Regions from separate parts of the Mus musculus genome. Here all the other regions are linked to region 3. A link is a contact called in public promoter capture Hi-C data. All regions are on one chromosome and are shown on one strand. The core of a region is the stretch at or near the end of the contact, and the rest is flanking DNA. Distances in the headings are between cores, read along the strand shown. Region 1 overlaps Rims2 (regulating synaptic membrane exocytosis 2). Region 2 holds the start of Zfpm2 (zinc finger protein, multitype 2). Region 3 holds the start of 9330182O14Rik (RIKEN cDNA 9330182O14 gene).

Region 1 (3,199 bases), core at 492-2,991, 710 kb after region 3:
CATTTCCACTGGCTCTTGAGGAAAACAAAAACAAAAACCTAAGAGTAGTCACCAGATGATTATATAACTGGATCTATTCCTAGATTTTTAATTTATACAAAATTTCCTCTGATATTAGTTTACAAATTGAAGTTATTTATGCTCTATTTCCCTATTTTAAAAGTGCAGTAGCAGAAAACAAGCAAAACAGAAAGGGATATCAGAAGCACGTTCAGGGGTAGCAAGAGAAGCCAAAGTGAAGCAAGCCAGGCACAAGTCTTCTGGAATTTGTCAGAAAGTCCCATGTTTCCCATGTAGGCGAGTTAGCAGGTAGTCTGCAGCCGTCTGACAAAAGCAGCAGCAGCTAGTCTAGGGCAGGGAGGGGGAACTAAATTATTCCACAGAGGCATAAGAGACACAGCAGTAAAGTCAGGCAGAAGAATGGAATGACTGCCCTTAAGTCAAATATATAGAGATTGATACAAACAAGGTAAAGAAAAACAAACAAATGGTGGCTACACAGTTTCCTTAAAGAACAAATTGAGTAAGATTTGAAATACAGGAAACTAGAACTTTCAGAGAAAAATGTGTGCACTGTGGTACATACATAGCTATATGTGGTAAACAAGTGGTTACTTAGAAGTCAGTCATGTCTCTTCATTAGTGAGATGTGAAAGTGTGCACATTATTATTCAACTTAGAAGATTATAAATCCATAGCAGGTATTAGTGCTTGAAGACAATGTACCTGCTATAAGTTTTTATCACAATAAAGAACAATATGGATTATTCATATTATTATTGCACGACTATAATGACAGTGGTGACAGGGAAAGTTGTCGAGCGAAACTGAAAACTGACTAGGTAACAATACCCTCCATGTGCACAGATTATATATATAATAGTAGAGTATAATATAGTATGAATATTATGTTAATACTATATCACATATATTTAATATAAAATTATTAAAACATATCATGTTGATAATGAATTATTATATAATGTAGTATTATGTATATATAATCATTGTAGATAAAGATAATGTGTAGTGTCTTGTGTCCTGTGTGAATTGGATCCTGGATCTGGGACTAAGAGTAGTAAAGAAATGAGAAAAACGACAGATTACATGTTCAGTGAAGATGGGATCAGGTAGGGTTCTCTAACCAGCACCACACAGCCTGGAACCTCAACCTCTTTATTACATACAACACAAGTGTGAGAACTAAAAAGGGGCCTAGGAAAAGAGGGGGAAGGGAGGACCCACATCCTGCCAGGGCTCCACCTATGCTCTGGACAGGCAGACAAGGAAGGGCTGGCAGATGCTTTCCACTCAGCCCCAGGTGGGCATCCAAGCCTCTGACCCACTTGACCGGAGTGGGGGGCAGCAAGGGGCAACTCAACCTGGGGGCCCCGGGGCCACACCCTGTAGCCCCCGGGTTATGGGAGAGAGAGAAGTGAGAGAGCAAGGAGGGGCCAAACAGCCCCTTTTAAAGTGAGCTGCTATCTTTTCTGTTGCTAGGTAACTGGGGAGGAGTCTATCCTGAAGGTCAGAAGCTTGGGACATTGCCTAAGTGACTTCTAGTCATGCTTCTCTTGAGGGGTCTGTGGGGAACGGTAACTTAGTTAGGAGCCACAGTTCCAGGAGCATGAAAGAACTCCTTCTGTCCCCTGTAGGTGAATTATGACCACCAGATCCCAGGGTTCAGCATCTCAGCTCTACTGGCGACCAGCCTGTCTGTGCATAGCCCAGTGCCCCACACACAAGGAGAGGGGTTAGCTACTCTCAGAAGGTAGCTCTGTGGGACGGCAGTCTCAGGCCAGAAACAAACAGAGGAGGAAGCTGGAGTTACTAGTCTTTGTACACAGTGATCAGTTGTGCAAACTCACACTCAGACTTCCAACAAAAACTTTGCCATTTCTCTTGAGCATGGGCCACATGGGTAATGGCATTGCCAATTGTCCCAAGGGTTGTGAGTCCTCAACAAAGCCATGACCATGCCAAAACTCATATCTAGTCCAGATTCACTTACTCTGGTTTTCCTAACCTTCCTGTATTAACTCTCCAGCAAAACTGTCTCCCAAATAACTCAGTGTTGCAGGCTCAAAGGCCCCCAGCAGGTGCACGACTTAGTCTGTGAGTGCAAAGAGGCTGCAGAAGGGGGGGTCTTCTAACTTTTTCTTACTTCAGTGGGGAAGCTTTCTCTAGATTCATAACATTAACAAGCCTAAGATTATTAGAGACACAATTTCCTTAAAATTTTATAGATATTCAACTGATACAAAATAAGTGATTTAGAAAAACAAATGATGCATGTTTTCTCTCATATTAAAAAAAAAACTAGATTTGTGTGTGTGTGTGTGTATGTGGTTCTGTGTGTGTGTGTGAATGTGGTTGTGTGTGTGTGTGAATGTGGTTGTGTGTGCGTGTGTGTGAATGTGGTTGTGTGTGCATGTGTGTGAATGTGGTTGTGTGTGTGCCCGTGCCCACGCACACTATGAAACTAGGACATGGATATGATAGGAAAGAGTTAAACACTTTTGAAGCTATTCTCTAAATGCTATTCTATATAAGATACAATACATATCAACAAATTGTAAAAATGCTTAACAGTAATGACAAAAATAAAAACAATTGAGTAAGAGCTACACACACACACACACACATATACCCCCCCACATAAATATGTACATACATGTACACACAGGATATAAAAAAGAAAATAGCAGAGTGAAAAATTCAGAGGCACCAGTTACCACCCTCAGCCTCCACTGACTACAGCATGCACTTGGAAGCAGAAACTTACTTAATAAATATCTTACATATTTCTTCTCCAGACTTTGGTAATTCATAAATTTCCCTGAATAAGAGCTTAAGTATCACTCTATCTGCTCTCATTCATTACCAAACTTTAAGAAAAAAATTTAAACAGTTGGCAGAGGAAAAATATCAATGTTTAATGTAATGTTATTAAATGTCTCCACTTACCTATGAATGTCTAAGAAAGAACAAACTTTGGATAGCTTTGTGAAAAAACTTAGATTGTCTATAATAGCAATCAAGGACTTAAAGATGGCGGATCAAATAATTAGTTAAAATGATTAGCATTAGATTTATGCCATATTAGTCATAAGTAGAGTCAGTGCTTCAGCTGTTCAAAAGATAAAACTGTTTTATGCATGTCTAAAAGACTAACATGACTCCAGCTCTGCCTCTATCT
Region 2 (3,421 bases), core at 335-2,834, 520 kb before region 3:
GAAATACATCACAGAACTCATAAAATATTATTGTTATTATTATCATCATCATCATCTTCTTCAAATTAATAAGGCCTTTAACTTTTTTTAGATTAAAGGATTGAAGATATATTGCAGGCCTATCGAACACACAGGAATAATTTTCCTAAGGTGAAAAAAGTTGGCCTAGAAGAATTTAGTGAGATTGTGGATTTCTGGCAGGCAGGTGTCTCTGGCACCGCAGGGACCCGCACCCAGGGACCCAGGGGTAGGGGTCAGGAACTAGGAACAGCACCAGAGTATGGGCTACCTTGAACTCAAATCCTGTGAGCCCAGAAGCAAAGGAGGCCCCTCCCAGTGGGGACTCCGCTCCTTGACCAGTGGCAAACTGAAGCCCGCCCTACACAGTGTCCAGGCGCCGTGAGTGGGACCCACCCGAAGTCCCCGGGTGCAGCCCAATACCGCGGCAGGCAGGGAGGGGGTGCGCGGCAGGCAGGGAGGGGGTGCGCGGCTGTCTCCAACAGAGGCGCGAACTTTTACACCTACTTTTTGTTTCACTTCGGGTTTGGCAAAGCGTTTGGTACCGCCCAGGACTGGGTCCCCAGACACTGATTTTCCACCGCACTGGGGAAGTTACCTCCCTAGCCCGGTGGCCTCCACCAGCTCTGAGAACTTCATCCCGGGTTACCAAGACATGCTCCCAAGAGTGGTAGGCCAACCGCCAGGACAACAACAAGGACAACAATCATACTAAGCTCTGCGGGAGCGGATTGTCCTGTTAGATTTCAGCATAAAAAGGGCGACGATTGCAGCAAACCAGAGTTGAAATAACCGAGAACCCGGGAGCGCGAAGGTTGGAGAAACACTGGGCTGCGGCTGCCCGGCGCTCCAACTGGCTGTGCATCTGTCTGCGGCCGTCTGGTTTTCCCTGATAGCTTGCAAAGTTTGACAAATCTCGAGGACTAGGAGCGGATCTCCCCGAGTGTCTCCCATCTTTCCCTCCGCGTGCGCCCCTCTCCCAGGAACCGATCCCACCAACTCCCAGTCCCGCGCGCAAACTTACGTTTGATCTGCCGGGGTTTACTCTGCTTTCGCCGGGACATTTCGGCCGCGGCCGCTGCCGCTGGGGTTCCTGCGGTGTCTGCGGTTCCCGCTACGGTTCCCTGGGTTGTCGCCGCCTCTGCCTCTGGGCAGGCTCGGGCCGCCGCCGGTCGGACTCCAGGTGCTCCGTGCGCTCGGGATCCCGGAGCTAGGCTCCTCCGGGAGCGGCGGATCCACGTTTGGAGATGAGCAAGCAAATGAGAGGCCGAGCAAGGGGCAGAGAGAGTGTGACAGGGAAGAGGGGAGGGGGCGACGGATAGAGCGATGGGGCTGTGGGGGGGAGGATGGGAATCTAGGAGCGATCGGCCAGGCAGAGAGAAAAGGGGAAGAAGGGGGTGGAGGGGTAAGAGAAGGAAGAGAAGGAGGGAGGGGAGGAGAGAGCGCAGGGGGACCCGGGCTGCGAGGGGCGGAGGGTGCGGGAGGAGGCGCGCGCTCGCTCTCCGTGTCCCCGGCTGCCGGGCAGAGACTCAGGCGCCGCCGCTGCCGCTCCGGGCCGCGCCGCGCTCGCACTGCTGCGGGAGGTGGCGAGGCGCGCGAGGGAGGGGCGCGCCCGGGCTGTGGGGAGGGGAGACTATGCCATCAGCGAAAGGAGGATTGGCTGCATCCAAAGCCAGTCCGGATGCAAACTCACAGCCCGGCCTCGGTCGCGTGGAGTGCAAGGGGATCGCGGCGTGGGTGGGAGTTGAAGGGGTTGATGGGGTGGGGGGAGACGTGAGGTTTGGAGGGGGCCACCTTCTGCATTTGTCACCGCGTCAATGCTGGGCAGCTGCCAGGCCACCCTTCCCCCGCTCCCCTTCCAGCAACTTCTTCCAACAGCCTCTTCCAATGGACCCTCTAACTCTCCTCCCTAATGCCTCGCCCATCTAGCAGGGCACAAAGAAATCTCAGTCTCCTTCCATAAACTTTGTGCTTCCAGTTACTGCTCCCCTCCTGGAGCCCCTGCCCTCCGCCCTCACAGTTTCTTGGCAGGAAGGTTAGGCCACTGGCAAAGTCCCCAGCGAAAGCCAGCTGATCACAAATGCCAACTGTGTGTCTTGGGGCCCGTTAAGTCCTCTCATCTGCCTGGGCTCTCAGGAGACCATTTCATCGCTGTCAGAGTTCCCAGGAGACTGCTGCGGACCCGGACCATCCCCCACTAGGCCCACAAGAGTCGGGTGATGAGCTGCGCTCAAAGTGCTTTTCTGCATCTTGCTTGAGTTTCCATTTGAAATAGTAAAATCCCGGAATCGGAAGTCAGGCAGATATTTTTCTCACATCCAAAAGGACGAAGGTTAGCTAGATTATTCGTTGTAGGTAGGAAGGGAACTATCATCTCTAATAGGAAATACTAACTTTTTATGAAGTCTGTGGAAGTTCTGCAGCTCCACCCTGCCCCCATGACCTTCCATTCTCCTAGTTCTGCCACAGGGAAGCACCGTGGAGCTAATAAAAGATTTGATCTTGTCCTAATTTTTCAATCAGGTAAGACCCAACAACTATTTCCTGGTTCTTTGGTTTATTGAGTTCTGTGTCTTTCTTATTTATTCAATGTATGCTTACGGTTTGAGAAATGGTAAGGCACAAGAGAACATTATTTTGAGGGGATTGCATAGGATTGTTTTTGTAAAATTAAGGTGAGCAAGGTTAGCTTAGGTTCCCACAGTTTTGCATAGGGTGAGTACAAAATGCAATTCTTTCCGGTGTGCTGAAGGGATGGGGTTGTGTGGAATCAGCTACTTTATGTATCATTATTTACTAATAAACTCCTGTGAAGTTGCCATGGATTCCCTAGATACTGCCAGTTTCCCCAAGGAGGCTATGAACTTGTCCACTCTGACCTGAAATTGTGTCCTCTTTCTTTGGTTGACTAGCATCCGTGTGAGCATCACCAGATGATGCTCTAAGAGGGTCTGGGATCAGCACAGAGCCTGGGCTGATTGAGCACAGTGAAGGATGGCAGGAGGCTCCATGTACAAAAGGCACTCTACTCAGTGTTGATGATTACTCCATCAGAACATCTTTTTAAAGGTGTAAAGAGTTACCTCATGAAAGGTATGGCTGAGCAAATCTTAGCACAAGGCTGAAGGCCACTTGTCTTATTACATCACATTAGCTATATGACCATATGAGGTTATGACAGTACAGTACATGGTCCTTGATACGGAAAAGGCAGTTAATGACCAAGTCCCTGCCTGCAAGGGCCAACAAATTATGATCCTAAGTACCATGAAAAGCAAGGTTATTTGTATTTGTGTGTGTGTGTGTGTGGGGGGGTTAAAAAACAGAGACTGGAGCTTTTTAGCCCCCTCATTCTCAAATCATTATAGTTGAATTGGCATGCACAGAATCTTAGAATTGGATT
Region 3 (3,574 bases), core at 33-2,532:
GAGAAATAAAATTCAGGAGCTGCAATCAGACATACGTGAGACCTCTAGTTCTGGGATTTTTGAAAACCCTATATGGAAGTAGATAGTCCCTTTCATAACGCCTTTCCTAGTCAACCTCCTGGTGTTATTATTTGCTCCCTGCCTCATTAATCTTGTTTCTACATTCCTTCAATGACAAAAACAAAAAATGTCTAACCAAAGTATTAATCAGTTCCTGTTACAGGATTACCAGCTCCTGTCCACAGAGGAGCCTGATGCTAACATCTACCAAGTGGACCCCAATGATGAAAGTCAACTATAACCCAAAATTGTCGACACCCCTAGACAGCGGGAAGGAATTTAAGAGATCTGTTGCCCCTATTCCCCTTTTACCATAGGCTTCTCCCTCCTCTCTTTTTTTCTTCTCTTTATGATAAGCGAAGGGAGGTATTTTGGCATCAGAAACTGGATTTACAGTAGAAGGTCACCTCTGAATCCAGCAACATAGGCGACAGGGACCAGTACATCTGTTGCCATGGCAATCACCATACATGCCCAGCATCCACCTGGCCCACCTGCCCACATTTACCTGTGCGTGGTTACATCACAGCCCAAATAAAAGGCAGGCCCCTCCTAACCTTCACTCTCTTTCCTTCTTCATCATCGTTGTCCCCCTTTGCCACCATCCTCCACCCCCCACCCCCGCACACACACACACAATAAACCTCTAGAGTCCTGTGGAACTGTGCTGGCCTAGTGTGATCTGTCTGGACAAACTGCCATTCTAACATAACAAGTACAGTGGGGCTGGGTGTTCTGTAGCTAGTCTCTGTAGGGAGACCAGTCCTAGGCTGTAAACACTTTCGAGAAGGAAGTCAGAGGTGCTAGTCTTTGCACAAGTTAATCAAGCCTCCAGAAAGACTCAGACTCCCAAGCAAAGCTTTGCATTTCTCTTAAGCCCCAACCACATGGCGGTTTTGCCAATTGTTTTGTGGGTCTAAGGCCTTGGCCGTTCTAGACACAGTCGTGCCCATGTCATAATACACATACACTCAGGGCTTCCTCCTTGACCTACAAAAAGAGTCTGTTTACACTCACAGTTCAGTTTCCTCAAGGGTAAGAGTCCATTGTGGCAGAGAACACAGCAGCAAATGACAGGTTGGCAGTGCTGTGTTCTCAGGAAGCTGAGAGCTCAGGTGCAGAGCTGGGAGCACAAAGTCCTGACTGAAAACCGAAGAAGGTCTTTTACTCCCAAAGCCATTTATCTCCCCATGACTTACTTCCTCCAGCAAGGCAAGGCTTCACCACATGAAGAGCCACCGACAGCGCCACCAACTGTCCAAATACCTGAGACTCTGGGAGATAGTTTTTTTTTTTTTTTTCATTTAACCCCAGGAAGCAATAAAGTACTGTATGGCACGGAAGGTGAATGTGTTAATGCTCGAGATGAAGCCCAGGATGCTGACCTATGAATCGCTGCTCACTATATACGGTAATTCAGCTCCAGATCAGTGGCAGTTGTTTTGAACTCTTACCTACAGCCACCTGGGTTTCCCTGGGAAGCTGAAGCAGCTTTGTGCCTCACTCTCTTCCTGCCTGGTGGGTATACTATTTCAAAGACTCTCTGTTCTGCCCCACCCTGGCACCCAGGATTGCTATCAAGCTCTAGCTAAAGGCTCCACATCTCATACCTTACTGTTAATGTCTTGCCAGTAATTGTGAATTTTGACCAGTCCTTTTGTGTGTGTATTTTCACGTCTGTCTCATTCTCTCTCGACTGTTTTAGGACACGAGATGCATGTGCCTAGCCCTCGTGAGACCCCTCAGCAATGACTACGCGTGAGCCCTTCATGCACTAGAGGCTTCATCAAACAGAGCCACGCAAAGACTGCAGAGGGTTTAACAAGTTGCATTTTAAAGTACTTAGGAAAACGGGTTATTTAGTCTGAAATCACAAGCCGCAGGGCCAGAACTGAAAGCAATCTTCTGGAGATGTTTCTGTTCAACAATTGTTCTACCTGGGTTTCTGTTGCTGGGATAGACATAATGACACAAAGCAATTAGGTGAGAAAAGGGATTTATTCAGCTTGCACTTCTGGGTCTCGGCGCACCATTAAGGGAAATCAGTGCAGTCAAGCAGGAACTGAAGTAGAAGCCACAGTGTAAGGCTGTGTCTTGGCTTGCTCTCTGGTTTGCTCCTACACATGTTTTTTTAAGGATAAAACTTTTTTCTCTGCCATTTTTTGAGGTTATAATTATATTATTTCTCCCTTTCTTCCCTCCAACACTTCCCATATACCTTTCCTAGCTCTCTTTCAAACTCATGGCTTCTCTTTTTCCATTAATTGTTGTTACCTACATATAAGCATATGTGTGTGCTATATATATATTTTATATGCATATACACATATACACATACACACACATATGGCCTATCTAGTCTGCATGCTTTTACATTTACATATGTATACACATACACATATATACATACATATATATCCATATATACATATGTGTGTGTGTATATATATATGTATATATATATACATATATATATATATATCAGCTTTTTTCATGCAGCAGAGAACCACAAGCTCAAAGAATAGTCCTACCCACAGTAGGCTGAGCCCTTCCACATCAGTCAACTATCAAGAGATTCTCCATAGATAGAGATAGTTCTTCAGTTGAGGTTTTCTCCTCTCAGGTGACTCTAGGTGTGTGTCAAGGTGACTGTCTGTCTGTCAGAACTAACCAGCACAGATTTTTTTTTTTGAAAATATTTATAGAGTACCTACTATGTGCTAGTCACTGTCTGATGTCAGGTGCATGTTGTACATATAAAGTCAAGCACACCAGTAGGCTAGCTGTCAGGCCATAAGCACAGGGAGGAGGGAGGAGAAACTCAGGTGTAGTGTTAGCAACGTGTTTGAGGCAAATGAAAACGGAGAAACCAAAGGACAATGGAAACATCCAGAGAAGAGTTTCGGGGTCACGCTCCACTATTTTCTCTTATAGTTTGGATTTTAACTGCCCCCTAAAGGCCATGTTCTAAACATTTGGACCTTTGCTGGTGCCTGGGAGTTGACAGAAACTTAATGAGGTGTAATGTTTTGTAAAATGCAGTCTGGTGACTCAGTGGGTCCATGCTGAGGCATCCCCCTGCCCCCACCCCTGAGGTACCAGTTACAAGACAGGCCTAATATAGAATGAAGTTTATTTGGGGGGCATGAGAAGGGGTGGTTGAGAAGAGAGTAGAGGCAGAGAAAGAGAGGGGTCAGAGAAAGAGGCCATCCTGGAACTCGTGGCGAGAGAGGAGGAGAGGGTGGAGAAAAAGGGAGCAAGGGATCAGAGAGGAAAGAGAGGCCAGTCCCTTTTATAGCAAGCCCGACCTTCCTGGCTGTTGCTAGGTAGCTGCTGGGCGGAGCCTAGAAGGACCATCCTAACTGGATAGGGAGGGTCATTGGATAAAGGTCCCTGAAAGGGACATTAGAAACACATCCTCTCCTTTTACTTCCTGGTCACCATGAGAAGAGTAAATCTTTTCTGCCCATGGCTGCCACCACAATGTGTCACCTCATCACTGACCCAAAGTACT

The links. Promoter capture Hi-C pulls out the DNA fragments that hold promoters and counts their contacts.
Region 1: a promoter capture Hi-C map of embryonic stem cells shows a contact between it and region 3, with 3 times the contacts expected there. The contact joins the enhancer-like site here to the promoter of 9330182O14Rik in region 3. A contact is called at or near these places in 1 of 39 promoter capture datasets (embryonic stem cells), 1 of 484 Hi-C or Micro-C datasets (bone marrow-derived macrophages) and 3 of 9 other capture datasets (adipose tissue, embryonic stem cells and macrophages).
Region 2: a contact with region 3 is called in a promoter capture Hi-C map of embryonic stem cells. The contact joins the promoter of Zfpm2 here to the promoter of 9330182O14Rik in region 3. A contact is called at or near these places in 3 of 39 promoter capture datasets (the C10 cell line, embryonic stem cells and trophoblast stem cells) and 4 of 115 datasets of contacts at active chromatin or transcription factors (embryonic forebrain, embryonic hindbrain, forebrain and 1 more).

The regions. Positions count from the first base shown.
Region 1 is chr15:39,421,468-39,424,666 of GRCm38.p6, reverse strand. All of the region lies in intron 5 of Rims2 (regulating synaptic membrane exocytosis 2), which reads right to left. Among named protein-coding and RNA genes, the nearest start is that of Rims2, 220 kb to the right of the region's middle. Within about 2 kb of position 1,741, at least 3 of the 459 cell types and tissues checked have an H3K27ac peak or open chromatin away from gene starts, as enhancers often do. A contact at or near this core is called in embryonic stem cells, where this site is marked.
Region 2 is chr15:40,653,205-40,656,625 of GRCm38.p6, reverse strand. It overlaps Zfpm2 (zinc finger protein, multitype 2), which reads right to left and starts at 1,584. Exons shown (of 8, transcript NM_011766.5): 1 at 1,043-1,584. The coding sequence starts at 1,082.
Region 3 is chr15:40,132,073-40,135,646 of GRCm38.p6, reverse strand. It overlaps 9330182O14Rik (RIKEN cDNA 9330182O14 gene), which reads right to left and starts at 1,282. Exons shown (of 4, transcript NM_001256056.1): 1 at 1,078-1,282.